4 separate regions of the Mus musculus genome follow, and regions 2, 3 and 4 are each linked to region 1. The links are chromatin contacts, called in public HiChIP or PLAC-seq maps. All regions are on one chromosome and are shown on one strand. Each heading gives the region's core, a stretch centred on a gene start, on an enhancer-like site or on the middle of the called end of the contact. The rest is flanking DNA. Distances are from core to core; before and after follow the strand shown. Region 1 has its middle 18 kb from the start of Gm31889. Region 2 overlaps Tbc1d1 (TBC1 domain family, member 1). Region 3 overlaps Rell1 (RELT-like 1). Region 4 overlaps Tbc1d1 (TBC1 domain family, member 1).

What was found. HiChIP or PLAC-seq counts read pairs in DNA pulled down with a chosen protein or histone mark.
Region 2: an HNF4G HiChIP or PLAC-seq map of pancreatic cancer cells shows a contact between it and region 1. The contact joins two enhancer-like sites. A contact is called at or near these places in 7 of 484 Hi-C or Micro-C datasets (Sertoli cells, bone marrow-derived macrophages, brown adipocytes and 4 more), 6 of 115 datasets of contacts at active chromatin or transcription factors (cardiomyocytes, embryonic stem cells, fibro-adipogenic progenitors and 3 more) and 1 of 9 other capture datasets (embryonic stem cells).
Region 3: an HNF4G HiChIP or PLAC-seq map of pancreatic cancer cells shows a contact between it and region 1. The contact joins two enhancer-like sites. A contact is called at or near these places in 1 of 39 promoter capture datasets (cranial neural crest) and 3 of 115 datasets of contacts at active chromatin or transcription factors (large pre-B cells, pancreatic cancer cells and stem cell-derived neural progenitor cells).
Region 4: an HNF4G HiChIP or PLAC-seq map of pancreatic cancer cells shows a contact between it and region 1. The contact joins two enhancer-like sites. A contact is called at or near these places in 1 of 15 datasets of contacts at CTCF or cohesin (large pre-B cells), 4 of 484 Hi-C or Micro-C datasets (bone marrow-derived macrophages, cerebral cortex and nephron progenitors), 15 of 115 datasets of contacts at active chromatin or transcription factors (the SCID.adh cell line, bone marrow-derived macrophages, differentiating embryonic stem cells and 9 more) and 1 of 9 other capture datasets (embryonic stem cells).

What each region holds. Positions count from the first base shown.
Region 1 is chr5:64,858,854-64,864,220 of GRCm38.p6, reverse strand. No RefSeq gene overlaps it. Among named protein-coding and RNA genes, the nearest start is that of Gm31889, 18 kb to the left of the region's middle. Within about 2 kb of position 2,195, at least 182 of the 459 cell types and tissues checked have an H3K27ac peak or open chromatin away from gene starts, as enhancers often do. A contact at or near this core is called in bone marrow-derived macrophages, fetal liver, kidney and 2 more, where this site is marked.
Region 2 is chr5:64,195,502-64,200,571 of GRCm38.p6, reverse strand. All of the region lies in intron 2 of Tbc1d1 (TBC1 domain family, member 1), which reads right to left. Among named protein-coding and RNA genes, the nearest start is that of Tbc1d1, 38 kb to the right of the region's middle. Within about 2 kb of position 3,466, at least 74 of the 459 cell types and tissues checked have an H3K27ac peak or open chromatin away from gene starts, as enhancers often do. A contact at or near this core is called in pancreatic cancer cells and uterus, where this site is marked.
Region 3 is chr5:63,935,227-63,940,280 of GRCm38.p6, reverse strand. It overlaps Rell1 (RELT-like 1), which reads left to right. Exons shown (of 7, transcript NM_145923.4): 2 at 2,248-2,475; 3 at 4,187-4,258. Among named protein-coding and RNA genes, the nearest start is that of Rell1, 31 kb to the left of the region's middle. Within about 2 kb of position 3,375, at least 76 of the 459 cell types and tissues checked have an H3K27ac peak or open chromatin away from gene starts, as enhancers often do. A contact at or near this core is called in pancreatic cancer cells, where this site is marked.
Region 4 is chr5:64,322,933-64,327,991 of GRCm38.p6, reverse strand. Tbc1d1 (TBC1 domain family, member 1) reads right to left here. Exons shown (of 22, transcript NM_001310611.1): 17 at 3,383-3,541. Among named protein-coding and RNA genes, the nearest start is that of Gm43837, 52 kb to the left of the region's middle. Within about 2 kb of position 1,846, at least 129 of the 459 cell types and tissues checked have an H3K27ac peak or open chromatin away from gene starts, as enhancers often do. A contact at or near this core is called in bone marrow-derived macrophages, fetal liver, kidney and 1 more, where this site is marked.

The DNA.
Region 1 (5,367 bases), core at 946-3,445:
AGAATGTTATTTTGGAGACTGTAGAAGCTCTGGTAGGGTTTTGGGGAGAGATGAGTCTGACCTGGGAGCCAGGAAGCCACTCTCTATCCTCTAACTAACTCACTGGATGAGATATCCACCCGGAATAAGATCCAAGGGAGAGACAGAAATCCACTCCATAGTTTTATTGTAAAGACCACCGGCCATATATCCAGATGATGTTCCAACTGGTAATAAGAACACATGCTCCACTATGTTTATAGCAGCCTTATTTATAATAGCCAGAAGCTGGAAAGAACCCAGATGCCCCTCAACAGAGGAATGGATATAGAAAATGTGCTACATTTACACAATGGAGTATTACTCAGCTATTAAAAACAATGAATTTATGAAATTCCTAGCCAAATGGATGGATCTGGAGGGCATCATCCTGAGTGAGGTAACCCAATCACAAAAGAACTCACATGGTATACACTCACTGATAAGTGGATATTAGCCCAGAAACTTAGAATACCCAAGAAGATACAATTTACAAAACACATGAAACTCAAGAAGAAGGAAGACCAAAGTGTGGACACTTCCCCCCTTTTTAGAATTGGAAACAAAACCCCCATGGAAGGAGTTATAGAGACAAAGTTTGGAGCTGAGATGAAAGGATGGACCATCCAGAGACTGCCCCACCCGGGGGTCCACCCCATAATCAGCCACCAAACGCAAACATTATTGCATACGCCAGCAAGATTTTGCTGAAAGGACCCTGATATAGCTGTCTCTTGTGAGGCTATGCCGGGGCCTAGCAAACACAGAAGTGGATGCTCACAGTCAGCTATTGGATGGAACACAGGGCCCCCAATGGAGGAGCTAGAAAAAGTACCCAAGGAGCTGAAGGGGTCTGCAACCCTATAGGTGGAACAACAATATGAACTAACTAGGACCCCTAGATCTCATGTCTCTAGCTGCATATGTATCAGAAGATAGTCTAGTCTGCCATCATTGGAAGAGAGGCTCCTTGGTCTTGCAAACTTTATATGCCCCAGTACAGGGGAACGCCAGGGCCAAGAAGTGGGAGTGAGTGGGTGTGTGTGGGGGGAGGGTATGGGGGACTTTTGGGATAGCACTGGAAAGGTAAATGAAGAAAATACCTAATAAAAATTAAAAAAAAAAAAAAAGACCTTCATCCTAGCTGCCTAGAAGCCAGTCTTCTTTCGGGATAGCATTTGAAATGTAAATGAAGTAAATACCTAATAAAAAAATTGGAAAAATAAATAAATAAAAGGGCCACCGGCTTAGGACAGGTCTGGAACAGGGAAGCTTCTGTAGAGACCAAGCCATTCACCCTCCCCAGGTATGGCTCAGACGTGTCCAAACTTCAAGCCCATGACCCACATGTACCCAGGATATGCGGGTCATATGTATGAATGCAGCCCAGCTCAAAATCTTAGTTACTTCAAGCATTCTAAGATCATTTACAATTAAAAAACAAAACAAAAAAAAAAATCAACTCTATTGTGTGGTTCTGGAGGCAGCGCAATCCCTGGGGTACTTGGCACCCCAGACTTTCTGGGGTTAGAGAAACACTGCAAGACCGTGTGAAGTTCCCATGTCAACTTTTTAGGGCTCCATGTTCACCCACACCCACAGCCATTGTCACCCAAAGGTTTTAAGCCCTATGTAAATGTTGATCACACAAATCTGTCTTCCCGGGCCTGACTGTCTGAGCGCTGTCTGGGGGTGCTCCAAGTTGCTACTTTGGATTCAAGCCAAAAAAGACCGAGTCGGTTGCATGAGAAAACAGATGGTCTACGACTGTAACAGCAACAAGGCTGGGAGTGAATCCCAGCTTTGAGGGCTTTCGTTTTGGGGATTTCTCTATCTGGAGAAGATATAAAATACAGAAAAGCACAGTTCTTGGTGCGTCCTGCAAGTGAGGTCTTACAGGGACCTCCAGTGTGGGATGGATGTTCCCGGAACAATAAGAGTGTGGAGAGTGACCCAGAGGCCTGGTGATGGGATTGAAGGTGGGCTAGCCTGGCTTTAGGGTCTTGTTGTAGGTGTAGGAGAAGCAGGTGTCGGACTTGAGGGACCTTCCAGACCTTGGCAAGATTGCGCAATGGTTTGAAGGAAACAAACTGGATGCCCCGCCAGTTCCCAGAACAGTCTGAGAAGCTCTGTGAGGACCTCGGACTCTTGTGGTTAGAGAGAGACTTCCGGACGAAGGCTTGGGCCTGGGAGTAGGAGTTTGAACTAGAGCTTGCTCCACCCCCACCCCACCCTGCTTCCAGGTATTACAGGGAGAACCAGAGGGCAAAGTCCAAACGGAGCTGAAGCATGAAGAAACGCTTTAGGAATCCACAGCCAGAAAGCATCCACTGTTTCAATTAGCTTCAGTTTGATTCGATCGGACAGCTATTCCTAAATGGGTACTGTGTGCCAAGTGCAGGGCTGGAATATAGCAACGAGGAGACAGACAGACCCTGCCACATGTTAGATTTCTAACTTACAGGGAGAGACAGACGAAAACACAAGTATGTTGCTATTTAGTTTTCAACAGTCCTGTGCGCCACGGGACAGCTGTGACATTGCCTCTAGGGACAGAGCTGCTTTGTGGCTCCCACCCCATCCGTGGATCTGCTGGCCCCAGAAGCAAAGTGGTAGCCAGTTAGCCACTGGCTCCTCAGCCCCTCCCTATACTTACTGCTTCCTCCAGCTCAGCGGTGATTTTGAAAGCTGGTTTTTTTTCTCTCTCTCTCAATCGAACCTGGTTTTTCCAGTTTCTCTTGGCAGAAACTCTGGTCTGCATCCTACACAGAAGTAGAAATCTCCTCTTTCACTTTCATGTATTTCTTTCTTGTTTGGTTGTGTGTGTGTTATTGTTATGTGTGTGTGGTGTATGTGTGTGTGTTGCTGCTATGTGTGTGTTGTTGTTGCTGCTGCTGTTGTTTTAAGACACAATTGCACATGAATGTAATATCTTTACACAAGATTTTAAAAGTACTTGGGACCACAAGAATCCTCCTTGCCCTTGCTTCCTTGAGTTCTCACTGCTGCGACTCTCTCCCAGGCCGTGTCATCCGTGACTGCCCTGTTCCTCTCTTGGAACTTTGGTAGCTAGGGAGAAAGGAGGCGGCTTAACCTGGTGGGTGAACTTGGCAGCAAGCTGAGGGCAAGCTCAGCTTAAACTTTCACTTTCTTGCTATCTGCAAGAAACACCAACCCTCCTCTGTGCATGCACCCCTCCCCCACGTGGCTAGCAGTAAGTGAAGGACTTCTTCAGCTTTCCCCACTGGTTACCTCTTTTAGCTGGAGAAAATTTTATGCAGCCCTGGATATACAAATATATAAAATAAGGATACAATCTAAACATGGACAGAAAATTAATCATAAAGAAATGTATTTTAAAGCAATTATTTGGTCTGTGTGTCATTTTGCCACTTGTTAAAGATGAGTGTAATCCTTTCCATCAGCAAGATGCATGCACTTACTTATTTTTACATAAATAATTAAATCTTGGCTGAATATTTGATGCTGCAAAACATAAACTATCTTTGACATTTTTTAAATCGGTTGATATTTTGATTTATAGCCATTAATGCCAAGAATTCCGCCCCCCCCCTTTGCATGCATATATACTATAAAAATGGAATACGTATGTTTAGGATCATCTTAGAAACTGTTGGAAACATCTTTCCTAACTCCGAGTCAAAATTCACTTAGTGATTTTTAAATAGAACCCAAGCCAGCGACTCAAATGACAATTTTAAAAATCAAATACTTTGGGCCAGTGAGACGGCTCAGTGTCTGACTGCCTGAGTAAGATTCTCTGGATTCACAAGGTAGAAGGAGAAAGCTGGTGCCTGCAAGTTGTTCTCTGACCCAGAATATGCTAGCGGCACATGCATACTCACCTACCACCACACATCCCATTCCTCCCCCATCCCAATGTGCGGTCCTGTTAGTCTATTCTAGACAGGGACTCACTGTGTAGCCCCCTGATGACCTGAAACTCACTAAGTAGGTATCTTAGTGTTTCTATTGCTGTAAAGTGATGACATGACCTTGGTAACTGTTACAAAGGAAAACAAGTCATTGGGGTTGGCCTACAGTTCAGAGATCTAGTCTATTATTGTCATGGTGGAGGGCATAGCAGTCCAAGGGGAATAGTTGAAAGTTCAGCATTTGGATTGACAGACAGCAGGAAGAGAGAGAGAGACAGAGAGACAGGGAGAGACAGAGACAGAGACAGAGACAGACAGACACACACACACACACACAGAGAGAGAGAGAGAAAGAGAGAGAGAGAGAGAGAGAGAGAGAGAGAGAGAGAGAGAGAGAGAGAGAGAGAGACTGGGCCTGGCTTGAGCATTTGAAACCTTAAAGCCAACCACCAGTGAAATATTTCCTCCAACAAGGCCATATCTCCTAATAGTGCTATCCCTATGAGCTCATGGTAGGCTATTTTCATTCAAACCACCCAGGCTGGCCTTAAACTCACAGGAATCCTCCTGCTTCTGTCTCTCAAGTCCTGGGATCTAAGGCAAGTGCCACCATGACAGACCCAATAATATATATATTATTTTAAAATTAAAGTCAAACATTCTAATATAATCTAAAAATGCACTAACTTGATACTTACTGAGGAACGATAGTGCAAATATATTTTAAAAGTCTTTGCTTTCTGTAATTAAGCTTTTATGTTTCCATAAGAACAGAAATCTTCATACACACAATTAAAATAGTGCAGTTCCTGATATGGATAACATACAGTAGTCTCCACTCTGAGCCAAGCTGTTTCAGTGACTGCTCACTGCCATGTGTGGCTACACTGTATTGGCAGTACACAGCATACACAGTGTATGTTCAGAGCCGAGGCTGTGAGGTCAGATGACAACAAAAGCAAGGGGAATCAGAAACAGGTCAGGTTCTCTGTGTGTTCGATTTTTCTGTTAAGTTTTTGGTCCTTGAACATCCAAAAGCCTTTTATTCCCATCCCTACATTCAGTCACACCTCTCCAAGTGGGATCACACTACAGTGTAAGAAGCTATGAATTAGAAGGATGCTGGACTTTCCACTAAACACGTTCACTACAATATCCTTTTCCAGCAAAAAATGGGGATGTTTTGGCAATATCAAGAATATGGAAAGGCAAAGGATAGGAGAATGTGGCACCTCAAATGTGCAACTTTGGTGTAAGTAAGGACTACCCTGTTGTGGATTTAGTCTAAAGCTACATGTATTGTGTTAATTGGTCTCCCAAATTACACAAGAATCCTCATGTCTGCATGTAAGACACTGAAGGACCCTGACCCCAGTTGGTTTTGATTGGTAAATAAAGTTGCCGGTGGCCGTTGACTGGGCAAGGAGACAGTGACAGGATTTTAGGATTCCTG
Region 2 (5,070 bases), core at 2,217-4,716, 660 kb after region 1:
AAAGAAAGAAAGAAAGAAAGAAAGAAAGAAAGAAAGAAAGAAAGAAAGAGAGAGAGAACGAGAGAACGAGAGAAAGAAAGAAAGAAAGAAAGAAAGAAAGAAAGAAAGAAAGAAAGAAAGAAAGAAAGAAAGAAAGAAAGAAAGAAAGAATATCTCTCACAGCTGGGCAGTGGTGGCACACACCATTAACTCCAGCACAGGCAGAGGAAGGCCAATCTCTGAGTTCAAGACTAGCCTAGTCTACAGAGCTAGTTCCAGAACATCCAGGGATACACAAAGAAATCCTGTCTCAAGAAAACAGAACAAAACAAAACAAAATGTCTGTTATTTCAGAAGTATATAAAATGGAAGTGCTGCCCTTTTAGATATGCATAGAACATTGATTTTAGCCATAACAGCTTCCTACAGGACTCCTATATGTCCTACATAAACACACAGCACATAAGGCTTGGTTTAATGTAGAAATTCTGTGGAGGGGTTATTTAGTAGAACAAAGCATATGGGACCATTAAAAAACTCATGTATAGCATCTTCTACAGGCAGAAACCCAAGTGAAGATTCACAGTGCCAAGGAGGTTACAGAGGTGTCCTCAAGTTCTTGGGAGGTCACTGTGGGTACTGACAGATCTGAGGTCCTACTTTTGGAACTATCTCAGTTACTGAGTCAGGTTCAGCCACCTGATAACCACAAGTGCAATGACCTAATCTCATTTAAGTCCATCATTCATTTATTGCTGAGCACAGCCTCCAGGGCACCAGAGTCAGCCACCCACCAACACAACAAAGAAAATGAGCAGGTGGCCACCGGGAACTAACTTTTCAGGCAGTCAGGTGATGGCAGGTTAGGTCTAGAAGTTTACTTAAGCAGAAACTACCCAGAAAAAAAAATACATTTGGATAATTTCCTAGCAGAACTCTTCACATAGTTTATTCTGTGAAGGATTTCTGTGTAGGATGCTGTTCTCTTGGGTCACTAACATCTGACAAAGATAAAGCACAGTGGATACTTCCCTTCTATCAGAACCTATCTTGGCTTCCCCATAAATTGATAGACAGGGTCCCACCTTGATCAGTCTCAGACAGGTAATACCCAGGGCTTCTTAATATCACACACACGAAGCACCAGCATTGAGAGCCAGTGTGCTCCCTGCTTGTGGGACATCTGTGATTCCCTCTGAGTTACCAATCATCCCCACAACGGCACCTGGGCAAGCCTTGAGACTCTAACCAGCCATTTTATTCCCAAGTAAAAACACCAGAGCGCTCGCTTCATATACAAAGGGCAAGCATACCGTAACTGCTACGTCTAGCCCTGTATGACTCAAGAGATAATTCTTATCCAAGAAGCATCTAATAGACATGTGGATGAACTGTTACCAACGTATCATAATGGTTCTTTTTAGAATGGAATAGGACTAGGAATTGTGGACTCAACATTTCCTAATTTTTATGCCCGTCTGAGTTGATGGAAATCTTTATTCTAAGCAGTCCCCATAGTTCAAGTTTGTGAGGTCATTCAGTCTTAAATGGCTGTTCTAAAACAGGTGGAGGCCTGCCCGGTCCATTGATAAGTGCGAGGACTCACTTTCAGCAGCTCTCTAGCCACAGATGGATGCCTGAACTCATCTCACCCATCAGATATTCCTGTCTGAGGCTGCTACTCTCCCAGGGTAATGTCAAGTCACAGGGTTAATGAGAGCTGAAACACAAGAAGGGCCATGGAGCTGTAGCTAATGCCCAGCAGCTGCAGTGCCAGGGCAGCGGTGTCTGATAGCAAAGCCAGGGTGGTGCCCTTGCCAGGGTATCCCTGTGATGTAACCACGTCTGTGGTTTCTCCTGCCTGATGCCGACCCTTCATGGCTTGGTCAGACCGGCTTTGCACACGTCATGGTGACTCTGTGAAAAACCCTAGGATTCTTCTAAATGATTCTCTTTTCTACCTTTGTTGGTTAGTGTTGGTTTTTGGAGCTAAAGAATTTTTACATACAATTTGTTCATTCATTCATTCATTCATTCACTCATACAAGGAAGTTATGTGTTAACTGTTATGTGTTAAGGACAGTTCTAAGTGTGTGGGTCATTCAGGGAGCAAGATGGAAATCCCTCTCTTGAAGATTACAGTCTACTGAAGCCTATGATTTTCCTTGCAAATTTATGCAAGAGAGGCTTTCTGGGAAAGTGGCATGCAAGCTTAGAAATGGCAAGTTAAGTTAAAGGTAGCCAAACAGGGAGGGTACTGAGCGGTCTAGGTCACAGGAACAAAGGGAATCTGGGATGCTCTAGAACTAAGAGAGGCCATGGAATGTTATAGACTAGAGAAAGAGGATGACGTGGGCCTAGGATAAGGGGATATGAGATGTAAGCAACTGGGAGAGGTAGGGCAACTGGCAAAATGAGACTCAGAAGGCCGAGAAAATCTTACTAAGTCTCCATGGCTTGTTCTCTGAAGGGCAGAGCTATGCTAGACCATAAGTGGAGAGGGCAGCAGAAGGGCACATCACCAGATCTGCGGCAATGATGGTCATGCCTGGAGCTGGCTGCCTTAGACCTGGGGAAGACAAGGGTGGAAATGTGGAGACTGTTAAGGAACTTGCCCAAAAAGTCTAGATAAGAAATACAGTGTTGGGAGCTGGAGAGAGGGATCCGGGGGTTAAGAGCATTGACTGCTCTTCCAGGAGACCAGGGTTCAATTTCTAGCACCCATGTGGCAGTTTACAACTGTCTGTAACTCTAGTTCCAGGGGACCTAACACCTCCACATAGACATATGTGCAGATAAAACACTAATGTTCAAAAAATAAAAAATTAAACTAAATTAAAAAAAAAAAGAAATACAGTGTGGGGTTAGAGTGAAGTAAGGGAACTTTCCCAGTCTTTTCTTCTGCACTATAGCAGAGGTCACAACAGAACATAAGAGAGAGGCAGCTTGGGGCCTCAGAACAAAGACTCTTGGCTATCGTCAACTCAGAGCACACAGGCCCCGGAGCAGCAACTAGAGGATCCTTGTGCTAACCACTGAGCTTCGGGGTTCATTTATTTCTGCGGCACAGTTGAGTCTATATGAGGATGAGAGGGAGAAATGTCCATGTGACAGGACCCTGGGGAAGTAGCACAGGTGACCCCCTCTTACCCTGAACTCCTCCCCACAGAAACTGCAAGTTACCCTGGGTCAGACTGCCCTCTGCTCGCCAGGTTCTGTCCTACAGAAAGGAAACCCGTCTTCTGCGCCCTCGTCTCCCTTTTCTTGATACAGACTTCCTGACCAGTTAGCAAGCAAAGAAAACATTCCTCTTCCCCCGTCCCTCTCTGCCCCGCCCTGCTGTGGCCTTTGGCTTTCTCTCTCTCTCTCTCTCTCTCTCTCTCTAGTTTCCACTCTGGTTCTTGGACACAGCTCTGGCTAGCCTTGTTCTCAGTCCTGACCTATCCCTGTGACAGGCAGCCTGGACTAGCCTCTGAACATCCTACACTAGTGTCGTCCAAACCCATCCTGACTCATCCTGTATGTCTGACCTTGCTCCTGGACAGACAGCTGCCTAGCCAGCTGACATTTCTAGATTCCAGCAGTCTGGATTCTCATCTAACCACAGGCCAGCCCTGCAGCCCCAGTACACAGAACCACAACGCATGGTGTACCCACAGCCGACATTGCCTGTCCAGTGGTTCTATCCATTGGATCCAGAGGTCAAAACCAACTGGTCTTCTGAGTGTCTTCATTTACACAGAACACATGCAGTACAGGGGGCCTTGCTGGCTTTCAGTATGCTCTGTGTGCCCCACTTGCCAGGCTTCTGAGACATTTTTGGCCCTGCGTCAAAGATCAGGACTGGTCATGTGTGGTCTGTTGAAACATAGTTTTTCAAGACTAATAAGCCTACACAGAAACTCAAAGTCAAATAATAAATTGTGTCTAAAGAGCTGGAGAGATGGCTCAACAGTTAAGAGTACATACTCTTCCTCCAGAGGTCAAGGGTTCAGTACCAAGTACCCATGTTAGGTTGGGTGACTCACAACTGCCAGTAACTCTAGCTGGGCAGGGTGGGGTAGGGTAGGGATCTGATGCCCTTTTCTGGCCTCTGAAAGTACACACATACATAAATAATAAATAACTAAACAGGTTAAAAGAAAATCCCTCAAAAGACTATGACATGTCTCTTGGCTTAGACCCAGTTCTCAGAGACTTGGCAGACCTCACAGACAAGCCACCCCAGTGAAGCATGGTAAGGCAGCCTCCCATGGTGTAATCCACACAGATGCCAAGATCATGCCAATCTTGTCTTCAGAGTGCTCACCATTCACCATGCTGGGCATGGTCACAGCTTGCTGGATGTAGGGCAGATGCCAAATACTCAGCACAGATCTTCTCTTTTGTCCTTATAGTCTATCTAATGGAATCTGTGGTGCCCTCAGTTTACTGATGGTTAAACTTACATTTTAAATGTCTTTCTAGCTGCCAAGGAACACAGCCACAGCAAGAAAGATCTGTGGGTTTTTTAGGCATCGTGGCAAGGTCTGGAATCCCAGAAGGTAGGAGGGGGAACAGGAAGATATGGAGTTCAAAGTTACCCTTACTATACAACAAGGTCAAGGATAGCCAGAGTTACAAGAGTCCTTGTCTTACATAAACACACCACACACACACATACACCACACACACAAACACACACCACACACATACACACACACACTCCACATACACACAAGCACACACAAACACACACACACACCACACATACAAACACACACCACACACACCCATACTCCACATACACACAAGCACAAACACACACATACACATATGCCACACACACAAACACACACCACACACCCCCACAACACACTCCACACACACACACAAATACACACCCCCACACACAAACACATACACACACATACTCCACACAAACACATACACACATACTCCACACACACAAATACACACACACTCCACACACACATCCCCACACATACACACCACACACAAACACACACCACACACATCCACACACACACACACACACACACACACACACACACACACACACACATCAAGGGCTGGGGAGATGGCTTGGCA
Region 3 (5,054 bases), core at 2,126-4,625, 930 kb after region 1:
GTCATCCTTTCTTAGCAACGTTGTTGAGAAAGCATAGAGCTAAGCATCGCTGTCGCTGGCTTTCTGATTTTGGGTTTTCTTTTGCAGGGTAGGTGACTTGCAGGGTAGGTGACTCTCTACATAAGCAGCTTCCTTTTTATCAGAGAAATCAGAGCCAAGACATCAAACCCAAATGCTGTATTTTCCTCTACTTTTCAACCACCTGACCTTCTCCTTTCATTTGCTCCTAATTTTTCTGTGGCATTATCTAGTCAGAGAGAGCAGGGGCGGAGGCTCCATTCTGTAACTGGCAGCATACTGAATTCCCTTTATCTTTTAGGCACCCCAACTCAGGTAAAAATCGATCTTGGCTTTAATGCAGAAAAAGGTTTCAAGACAAGTCGGGGTGAAGCAGAGCCGGAGTTTATTAGAGAAATGTTTCAGCAGATTTTAAAACTAGAGAGATGCTAAGGGAGAAAGAAACATACAGGAGAGTACAGGTGTGGGCTTCTCACAGTCTCCATTTGTCTTTTCAATAGATACATATACCATTTGCGTGGTTTTGAAACTATTCACTTGCACAAGAGGTTCTTCAGCCAGAGAAGGGGCGTTTACAAGATTATAATTACTGAGGTAAAACTGTATATCATCAGATACTAGAAAGTAGGAGGGCTTGTTGTACAAAGCCTTGCTTAAGATCCCCAGAAAATAGGAGGGGAATGGAACTAGGCTCATATACCTTTAGGCCTCAATTCTGGTTATTGTAATTCCAAAATAAAATAAAATTATCCATCATCTATTCATTCCTCTGCCTATCTATCGTCTGTCCACCCACTTATCTAACCATCCACTCACCCATCCATCCATCCATCCACACATTTAGCTATCTGCTCATCCATCTATCCACTTACCCATCCTTCTATCCACCCCTCCACACACATCAACCATCCACACATCTATCCATGCACTCATCCATCTATCCATCATCCAAACATCCACCCACCCACCCATTCATCCATCCACTTATCCATCCATCCACTCATACAACCATCCACTCACCTATCCACCCTCTCATCCATCCATCCATTTATCTGTCCACGCATCCAATTTGTATGCCTGCAGCCTACACAGCATTGTTAGTTGTGCTGCAGTTCTTGCTTCTCATCTCAGGAGGGGTTTCAGTCAGCCTTTGGAGTGAGGGGCTCCTTTCTTCTCCACGGTCTCATTGTTTTCCCCATCTATCCTACCCCACAGGTTTTCTCTGCAGTCTGTATTCTCCCTTTCCTGTCCACTTGTTGTGGTGGTGTGCTCAGGCTTTCTCTGACTTACTTTTCTGAGGCCATATGACTATTATACTGTCTGCCTTTTCAGGCCGCCTCTGGGATAAGTTCATGTGATAGAGATCTAAAAGCAAACTTCTTTGTTCTAAACCACACCCTCGCCACAGCTTCCCTTTTCTTGTGGACTGGTCCCCAGTGCTCTTGTCTCTCGGTGCACGTGAATTTCTTGCATGTGACCTGCTCTGGGTGCCTGATGCTAGTGTTCCCTCTTCTCCTCTCAGCTCCCAGCAGTGGCTCACCACACAGCAGGCACACAGTATCTGGTATTTAGATCAATGAATGAACAAATACACACAGCCTTCCAGTTTTTCATTTGGACCTTGGACCAGAAATCTGAGGCCATCCCTGGTCTTTCCTCTCTTTGTGCTGTCATCATCTTAGTTCACTAAATCTTTCTGGAACATAAGCCACACAAGGACAAGATGTTTGTCTGTCTGCCTTGGTGTGGTGCACTTGCGTCTCTGGCATTGGACAGGCAAGAGAACGATCATTTGTGACTGCAAAAATACACTCATGTGTGTTTGGCCCGCAGCAACTGGTTTCATCTTCATAGAAAGATGTGCAGATATTGTGACTTGTCAGAATGATGCTAAAAGGTGGAGTTGGACTTCTACCTCATGTCTCCCGGGTCCTCACACACAGCTACTATGTAGTGTGCTGTAATGCCCCCCTTAACTCTTGCATGTGTATTCTGTGCAGTCTAAAACCCTGTGCCTCCTAATCCTCTCTTAAGAGATCTCATAGTTCAGGAGGTGACTTAGACTGTGTCAGCTCGAGCCTATGCTCGCACCCTTTATCCCCCTCTATCGGGATCCCCAGACCTGTGTACAGCTCGTAGCCTTTGAAGCACAAAACTTTGATGTAATGGAAATATTCCCAGAGCTTTGTCGCCATCACCTAACAGAGCCGTGTGTGTCCCTCTCTGTAGACAACACTGGTAGCCACACGTTACACTCCCGAGCAGAGACCACTCCATCGTCACCCACCAACAACCCTGGGAATGGACACCCGGAATACATCGCGTACGTGCTCGTCCCTGTGTTCTTCGTCATGGGTCTCCTTGGTGTCCTCATCTGTCACTTACTTAAGAAGAAAGGCTACCGGTGTACAACAGAGGCGGAACAGGAAGTCGAAGAGGAAAAGGTGGAAAAGATAGGTAAGTAACCTCTGCTTTAAAAGGAAATGGCTTGAGGAGTGGGTTCTAAGTGGAAAAAACAAAACTTCATATATAATCCATTTCTTTATGAGGAAAACTATTTTCTGCAGTAATCAGAGTTTGAAACCTTGCCTGCATTTATTGAATGCTTGCTGAGGGTTTACTTCAGAGCCTGGTAGCCCGGGACTGTTATTTGTATGGTATATATTTATTTCTAATTGTATTGACAGTGAATTTAATGAGGGTACCTTCTCTCCACTTTGAAGGGTTAATGTGAAATTTTGAGACAAGGTGTTTTGGTGATTGGCACTTACTCATAAGCCTAATCCTTGCTGTTACTTATTGAATCAAGATTCTAATAAGAACGGTAGGGACGTGAAACGGGTCTCATCGGGTTTGCTGTGTTAAGTATCACTGGAGGAGTTCTCATTGAAGTCCATGTGACTGAACTGTATATTATTAATGAATAGATGTTTGTCATAGTTCGGTAGAGCTGCAGCAAGAACTGGTGCTTCCATGTGAGTGTCAGGGCGCTCATCTTTCCCTCTGCACATATGTTGATAGCTTGTGGTGGGGTCACCTCCATCCACAGCATGTCTTCCTCACTGATATTCCTATCCAGTCCTGCCTGAGGGAGGTTTCCTGATGGGTCCCAGGACTGGCAGCTCACTCTTCATCCAGCTCAGCCCCTCTGTGCCATCTTTGCAGGGAGGTGACATTTGGAGTAGGTCACCCATGGAGCCTACCGGCAGGGAAGGTTTCTCAGTGGTGGCTTGCCAGCTTGCTGGACTGTTGGTTTTTCCACCCCCACTGACCTTTGAGGCTGGGGAACATGGGTGAACAGGATGAGTCACGCTCAGCGAATGAGCAAACCGGCCTTGAGTGTTTGTCAACAGAGCAGGGCCTCCCCCGCTGTTCCTTCTAACCCACGAAGCAGGCTGGCTCAGGCTGGCTCAGGCATCAGCCCCCACTGTGACTGTCCAAACATCTATAGGTCATAGGGGAGAAGCCTCCCTTGGGGTGCAGAGGACACTCCTGCAGGTACATGGGTGTGCTGTTGTCCCAGTCTGTACAATGTCTCAATCCAGTCTCAGCTGGTCCTGCTAAATAAATTATACAGATCGGTTTCCAAATGGAGGCTTGCCCCTCTTTCTCCGCCTGACTTGGCTGTCACGTGCTGGGTCCCCAAAGTAAACTGAGTCTGTAAACAAATAACCAGTGCCCAAATTTAGCTACCTTGTTTCAAAGGAAAAGAGAGTTTTATAAACATGGATGAATACTTAGTACTTACTTGTTCAGTTGAAACCATTAATCAGTAGGCCAGTTGTATACAGCATGTCTGAGATTCGATAAAACCTTTTCGTGATCCTTCTTCTTGTTTCTCCAGAGGGTTGAAGGTAATAAGGAAAGATAGGAGAACGTGGGGGCAGAGATACATGCACTCCTGTAGTGTCATGCAAAGCAAGGGGATGCTGGACAGTCCTGCGCCTTTTCTGTTTAATTTATAAATGCGTGTTCAGCCCAGGAATTCAAAAACGTGTGGCATCGGGAAGGTGGGGCTGAAGGATTAAAGCTAGACTCTTTGCACTGTGTGAGGGTGCTTAAACTTTCTGGAAGGTATTCGGCGAGGCCTTAGGCTCTCAGATAAATGTCTAGTTGACTTGTTGCAGGTGATGGATCGTAACGCCGCTCTGTCCTCTTTCTCTCTTAGAGTTGAATGACAGTATAAATGAGAACAGTGACACGGTCGGCCAGATTGTCCAGTACATTATGAAAAATGAAGGTAAGGATATCTTCGTGCTTTGGGGCATCTCAGTGTTATTTAAAAATCTCCTTAGAGTCAGAATTTGAATGGCTTCGCAGGGCTTTTACCTGAACTCTGTAACTCCTCAGCTTTTAGCACTGTCACAACAGGAGAGGTTGCCTTGGTGGTGTTTGGTGGCTTCAGCACAGCAAAGGGCCAGGAAGGTCGATAGCTTCTAGGCTGTGTATCACGTGACTTTATAAAGCCTCAGCTTCCTCCTATGGAGTGAGAGTTACATTACACAACTGTGTAGGGTAGCACAAGCGATGTGCTGGGAGTCATAAGGACTCACATCTTAGCTGGTTCTTGTGTTTCACATTTAAGGACATGAGTTTGAACTGGGAAGAAATTGAGGCATCCTGGTAAGAACTGGGGAGTGACGGCCAGGGCCCACGTGCCTGTAACACCAGCCAATGGGTGAACTGCAGGTTCAGTGAGAGAGCCTGTCTCCAAATAGGAGGAGAGTGATTGAGGAAGATGCCCACATGGACCTCTGCCCTCTGTGTGCACGCATATGAATATTCTCTCACGCATCACACACACACACACACACACACTTACTTTTGCCAGTTTAACCGCTTGGCCATTTGGAAGGGGGGAGTTGGGTAGCATCCGTGTCCTTTCTAAGAGCTACACCAGTGTCAGCGTATTCCAGAACTTCCTCGGCACCCCACTCTGAAAGATAGCTGCTTCTCTCCCTGTTCCTTCCTCCCCAAACCACCTGCAAAGGTGCTTTGCTTTCTGCCTCTATGTTTGTATCTTCTAGGCTATCCAG
Region 4 (5,059 bases), core at 597-3,096, 540 kb after region 1:
CACCTATGCTGGGCTGAGGCAAGATGGTTTTAGGCTTGGACAGTGAGATCCTGACTCAGGAAAAGAACAGTAAAGCTACTGCAGAGAGACCCACTGAGAGACCCAAGGGATCTTCAAAGAGTCTACGTAGTGCCACAGCTTTACACATGGTAACAATCACAATGAGACTGTAAGGAGCTGACAGCGGCAGTTTCAGCTCCTGCTGTGACTTAATGGGATTCCTGTGTCTGGACTGGACTGTGTTCTTCCTACTAGTCCTCCCATCCCAGGGGAGGCTACACGGAGTCACCAGGTAGAGGCAGATGATTGCTGGCCAGCTAGGATGGGGCCCGGGAGAATGTCTGGGATCCCCAGTACCTTCCAGTAACAGTGTCAGAAAGTGAGCAGGAGCCCCAAACAGAAGGTAGGACTTTGGCAGCCCATGTTATCCACGCCTACAGAGCAGAGGGGAGAAAGGCTATAGTCATCAGAAGGTCAGAGCAGTCCATTGAGCTGGAGACAGAGAAAGCCCCATGGCACCTGCTGAGCCTGGCAGCAGCTTTCTCCTGGCTGGCTGCAGTCTATACTAAGGGAAAGGCAGAGGGCAAGATGTAAGAAAGCAGGAAACAGAGCCAGCGGGACAAGCAGTGAGGCTAAGGAGCTCTGCACAGAGCTGCCAAAGTACTTCCTCCAGTCCTTGGGCCACACAGTCCACAACAGGCTGGGTAAAGATGAAGCCAGGCCACAGCTGAAATCACATTTTGTAAACTAGAGAATATGACCAAACGATAAAGTCTACTGTTTTTATTCTTTGAAGGAACAAGTCTTACAAAAAGCTGTTACAAAAAGTAAAAGGCCAGTCTCATAAACCAAGAGACAGAAAGCAAACCACTGAAAAGCCAAAGTCCTTCTCCCCTGTGGTGTTCTTCCTCCAGCCGCTTACTGTAGGAAAGCTACACTGAAAGGCATGGACTGTGCCATCACTCTACACCACACACCTCTACTGGGCCCAGACCGCCACAGTACAGACGGAATATACACAACAGACAAGATACACAGTGTGGACTAAACAAAAGATGGTGACACATGTCATGGCCAGAGCTGGAGGCCTACCATGCTAGGCCTTATTTGATGTCGACTCACAGAAGAACAGGAGTCCTGCAGAAGGCTGCCAGACTTCACCACTGGGTCTAGGTCAGCAACCAGGATGTCTGGTTCACATAGGGACAAAATGATGCTGGCAGGATCCCTGGATAAACCCTAGGACCCTGGTGGAGGTAAGTCGCGACACAGATTGCTGCAAATAGAGGCTCTTCAGGCCCCTGGGAGGATGCTGGAGGTCATCCAAAGTGGAGGCCAGGCCAGCACTGGGCCAGAGGTGAGAAAAAAGGAGGGCCAACAGAGTGGGGGCTGTGTGCAGCTGGCCTTGGAAGCAGAAGGGAGAGGGTGGGGCTGAACAGGGGCAGAGAGGATGTGAATCAGGCGCTGTTTTCTAGGGGAAAGGCCAGTGAGCTGGGGCTCAGACAAACAGTGCTTCCTAGGGAGAGGGCTGGCTGGGGAGGGAGGGGGCAGGGGCAGGGGAGTGTGGCCAATCTGGACTTCATTCTCTTTCTGCAGAAAAGGGATGACATTCAAGCAGTCAGAGGCAGAGGGCTGACCTGTCCAGGAAGAGTAAGGGGAATGCAGACAAGAAGCCAAAGGAAGAAAATGCAAAACAGGGAGCAAAATTTCTTGTGTTTCCTCTCCTCCTGTGCCATGGGGGAGTGGAGAAGGCAGGAGAGAGACCTGCCACTCCTTTCCACACCCCTACCCCCAGGTCAGTTTTCAGTTCACCTCACAGAACAGGAACACGATGCCACTGTTCTGTTACCACACTAACAAATTCAGCTGCTGATAATGTACAAATATCCTCCACAGGGTCACCAGGCCAGATGGGCTTTGGCTGGAGATCGATTGGCCATGCCAGTCAGCCTCCCCCTTCACCTGCCCAGTACTGGCATCTCTTAGCACCATGGAGCCTGTAGGGCTTGGAAGTCTTAGGCTGTCAGAATGATGGTGGATAGGTCCCTGCACCTCTGCGCTGATGGCCATGCCACTTGACTGCTCAGTGCCTCGCCATCAACATGGCAAAGATACATTGAGTACCTACTATGTGTCGGGCACTGTCCTTGGAGTTGAGAGTACACTCTAATACAGCCCAAGTGCAGCCCATGGAGGGCACCATCCTGCTGAGCAGAGGTAGGGGCTAGGAGGGGATGAACACAGTTCTCATGCAAATTAGTTATGAGATCATGAACAAGTTATGTAACCTCTCTGCACTTGTCTATGTGTACTGTTGTGAAAATGAAAAGAAATGGATTGAGTAAATTTCATACAACATTCAACTCAAGGTAAAGTTAAGTGTTAGCATTAAACAATAACAGCAATAATAATAATAATAATAATAATAATCACTGCAGTAGTTGAGTACCAGGGAGAAAGAGTGTGGGTTAGGAAGGGTGGGCTTGGCCTGTGGGCGGAGAAGCTACAGTCAGGACAGTTCTGAGGATGACATTCAAAGCCAGCCCTGCAGAGTAGTCTGAGGGACTTTTCCAAGCATGAAGATACTGTGTGTGGCTCTGACTCCGGCCTGACCCAGCTCACCGTCTCCACTGCGGCTGTAACACGGGGAAAGACCCACAGAATGGGCAGTGCAGTGCACTGAGCAGAGACAGGCGCATGTCCTGGGGAGGGGGGACGACATCCTCAGCATCCAGAACTGGCCTTCGGGAAGGCCACGGAGCTAGCTCCCCCCAGCAGAGACAGGCCTTGGGAGCAAGTAGGAAGGCAGGGCTCCATCGCTGCTCAGCCACCAACAGTCAGAGGGTCTCTTGTTCCACATAATTACATTCTAAGTCAGCGAGGTCTTTTCCATGGAAACTGCAAATCCAATACACTGCTTCCTTTCTGCGTTTTAAAAGCTATTCCAGAACCAAGGCACTGCCCACTTTCCAAGACGAAACTGCCAACACACAGTTTTCTACAATTATTCTGACAAGTTCTGTTTGTACACCACAGCCCAGAGACTGCTTCTAAAAGCAAACCAAGCTTGTGTGTTTCTCCTGTAGCCAATCCAAGCCGATGTGTCTCCCAGGTTGCTCCTTCAGTGTACTGTAAAGCATCCCTTGGAAAATATGAATTACTGAGCTGAACCAGAGTTCTGTGTCAATGAACAGACTTAATGACCACTCAAGGCCTCCTCACACCTACAACATGCCAAGCAGAACAAGCCAGCCGCCAGGCACGAAGGGAGCCCGCGTATGCTCTCAGAGGGCACCTGTGATCACTAAATGACCTGGATAGTCTCTCTACACTCCTCAAGGGTGGGGCATTCCCTCTTGGCTCTGGGGCGGGGTGGACTCACCGAGGTCGATGAGAATGGCGTGCTGCTGCGAGGTCAGCTTCTTCAGGAGCTCTTTGTAGGGCACGTCCTTTGGCTGCTGTTTACTAGGAAATGGGTGTTTAAGGTGGAACTGCTCAGCTAGAAATTTCCAGATCTCACCTCGGTGATGACGTGGCACACCTTTAACAGAGTGAGTGGAAAATATTAAACCAGGCTTTATACACAGAACTCAGCTCATTGATTAAAAAAAAAAAGAGTTGTGCCTTTTTTCATGACTGCAAATTCATTGTGTGTACAGACATTCAGGGGCATGTGGGTATGGGTACACGTGGACATGGAGGCCGGAAGACAACCTCAGGAACGCCATCCACTCACTCACTTTAGTTAGTTAGACATGGTCACTCACCAGGCTGCATTCCCCAGTCAGCCCCAGGGTTGTACCTACCTCTGCCTCCCGCATCCCGAGCACTGGGGCTACAGCAGGCACTATGGCTCCCAGGTTTCCTGTGAGTTCTGGGAACCAAATGGAGGCCCTCACACTTGCAAGGCAAGCACTTCATGGACTATGCCACCCCTAGTCTCCAATTACGGGATTCTTGAGTTATGGCAGGAATCCTGACCCAACCCAAGCCAACCTGAAGCCAACCAACAATGCTCCGAGGCAATGAAAGGAAGATGCACATGTCTCAGAGCAGGAAGAGAAGCAAAGTGAGGTAGAGCTCAGGGGAAAGAGCTGGCCCTCTGCATCTCAGCAATCAGGAGCTCACAGCCTCCGTCATGCAAGCAACCCTTAAAGGTGAAGGAAAAGGGAAGAGAACTGTCCAGAAGGAAGGTATCTTGAGTGAGTCAGGGTACCTTGGTCAGTGGTTGGTTTTTCTCCACCCTGTAGATCAGCTTGGGAGAACTGTAAGGAAGGGCCCTGTGCTAAGCAACTGCATTCCACACTTTCCCTAAACGTTTACCTCAGCATTAACTTGAAAACTCTGAGCAGGGAATGAAGAGTGGGCTTCTAAAGGCTACATCCATCTCCTCACCCCTGGAACCTCTAAAATTGGCCTTGTTTCTGCAGATGTGGCTAAAGTCAGGACTGAGGATGACGTCATCGTGACTAAAACCTGGACTTTGTATCTTAAGACAAATGTCCCTGACAGCAGCACCCAGAGGAGGAGTTGAGAAGAGGAGCCAGTGTGCCCATGGAAGCTGAGGAAGACAGCTTTGAGGCGGGAAGTTACACAAGTATAGTCTGCTACAGCCAGCAGAAGCTGGGCCCAGGTAGAGTGGGGCTGACATCCTGACTAGAGACTTCACAACTGTCAAAAAAAAAAAAAAAAAGATAGCTGGGCAGTGGTGGCGCACGCCTTTAATCCCAGCACTGGGGAGGCAGAGGCAGGCGGATTTCTGAGTTCGAGGCCAGCCTGGTCTACAGAGTGAGTTCCAGGACAGCCAGGGCTGTACAGAGAAACCTGTCTCAAGAAAAAAAAAGAAAAAGGAAGGAAGGAAGGAAGGAAGGAAGGAAGGAAGGAAGGAAGGAAGGAAGGAAGGAAGACAAAGAAAAAAATGTGTGCATGTGTTTTGTAACTCTCAAGAAAGAAAGAAAGAAAGGAAGGAAGGAAGGAAGGAAGGAAGGAAGGAAGGAAGGAAGAAAGAAAGAAAGAAAGAAAGAAAGAAAGAAAGAAAGAAAGAAAGACAAAGAAAAAA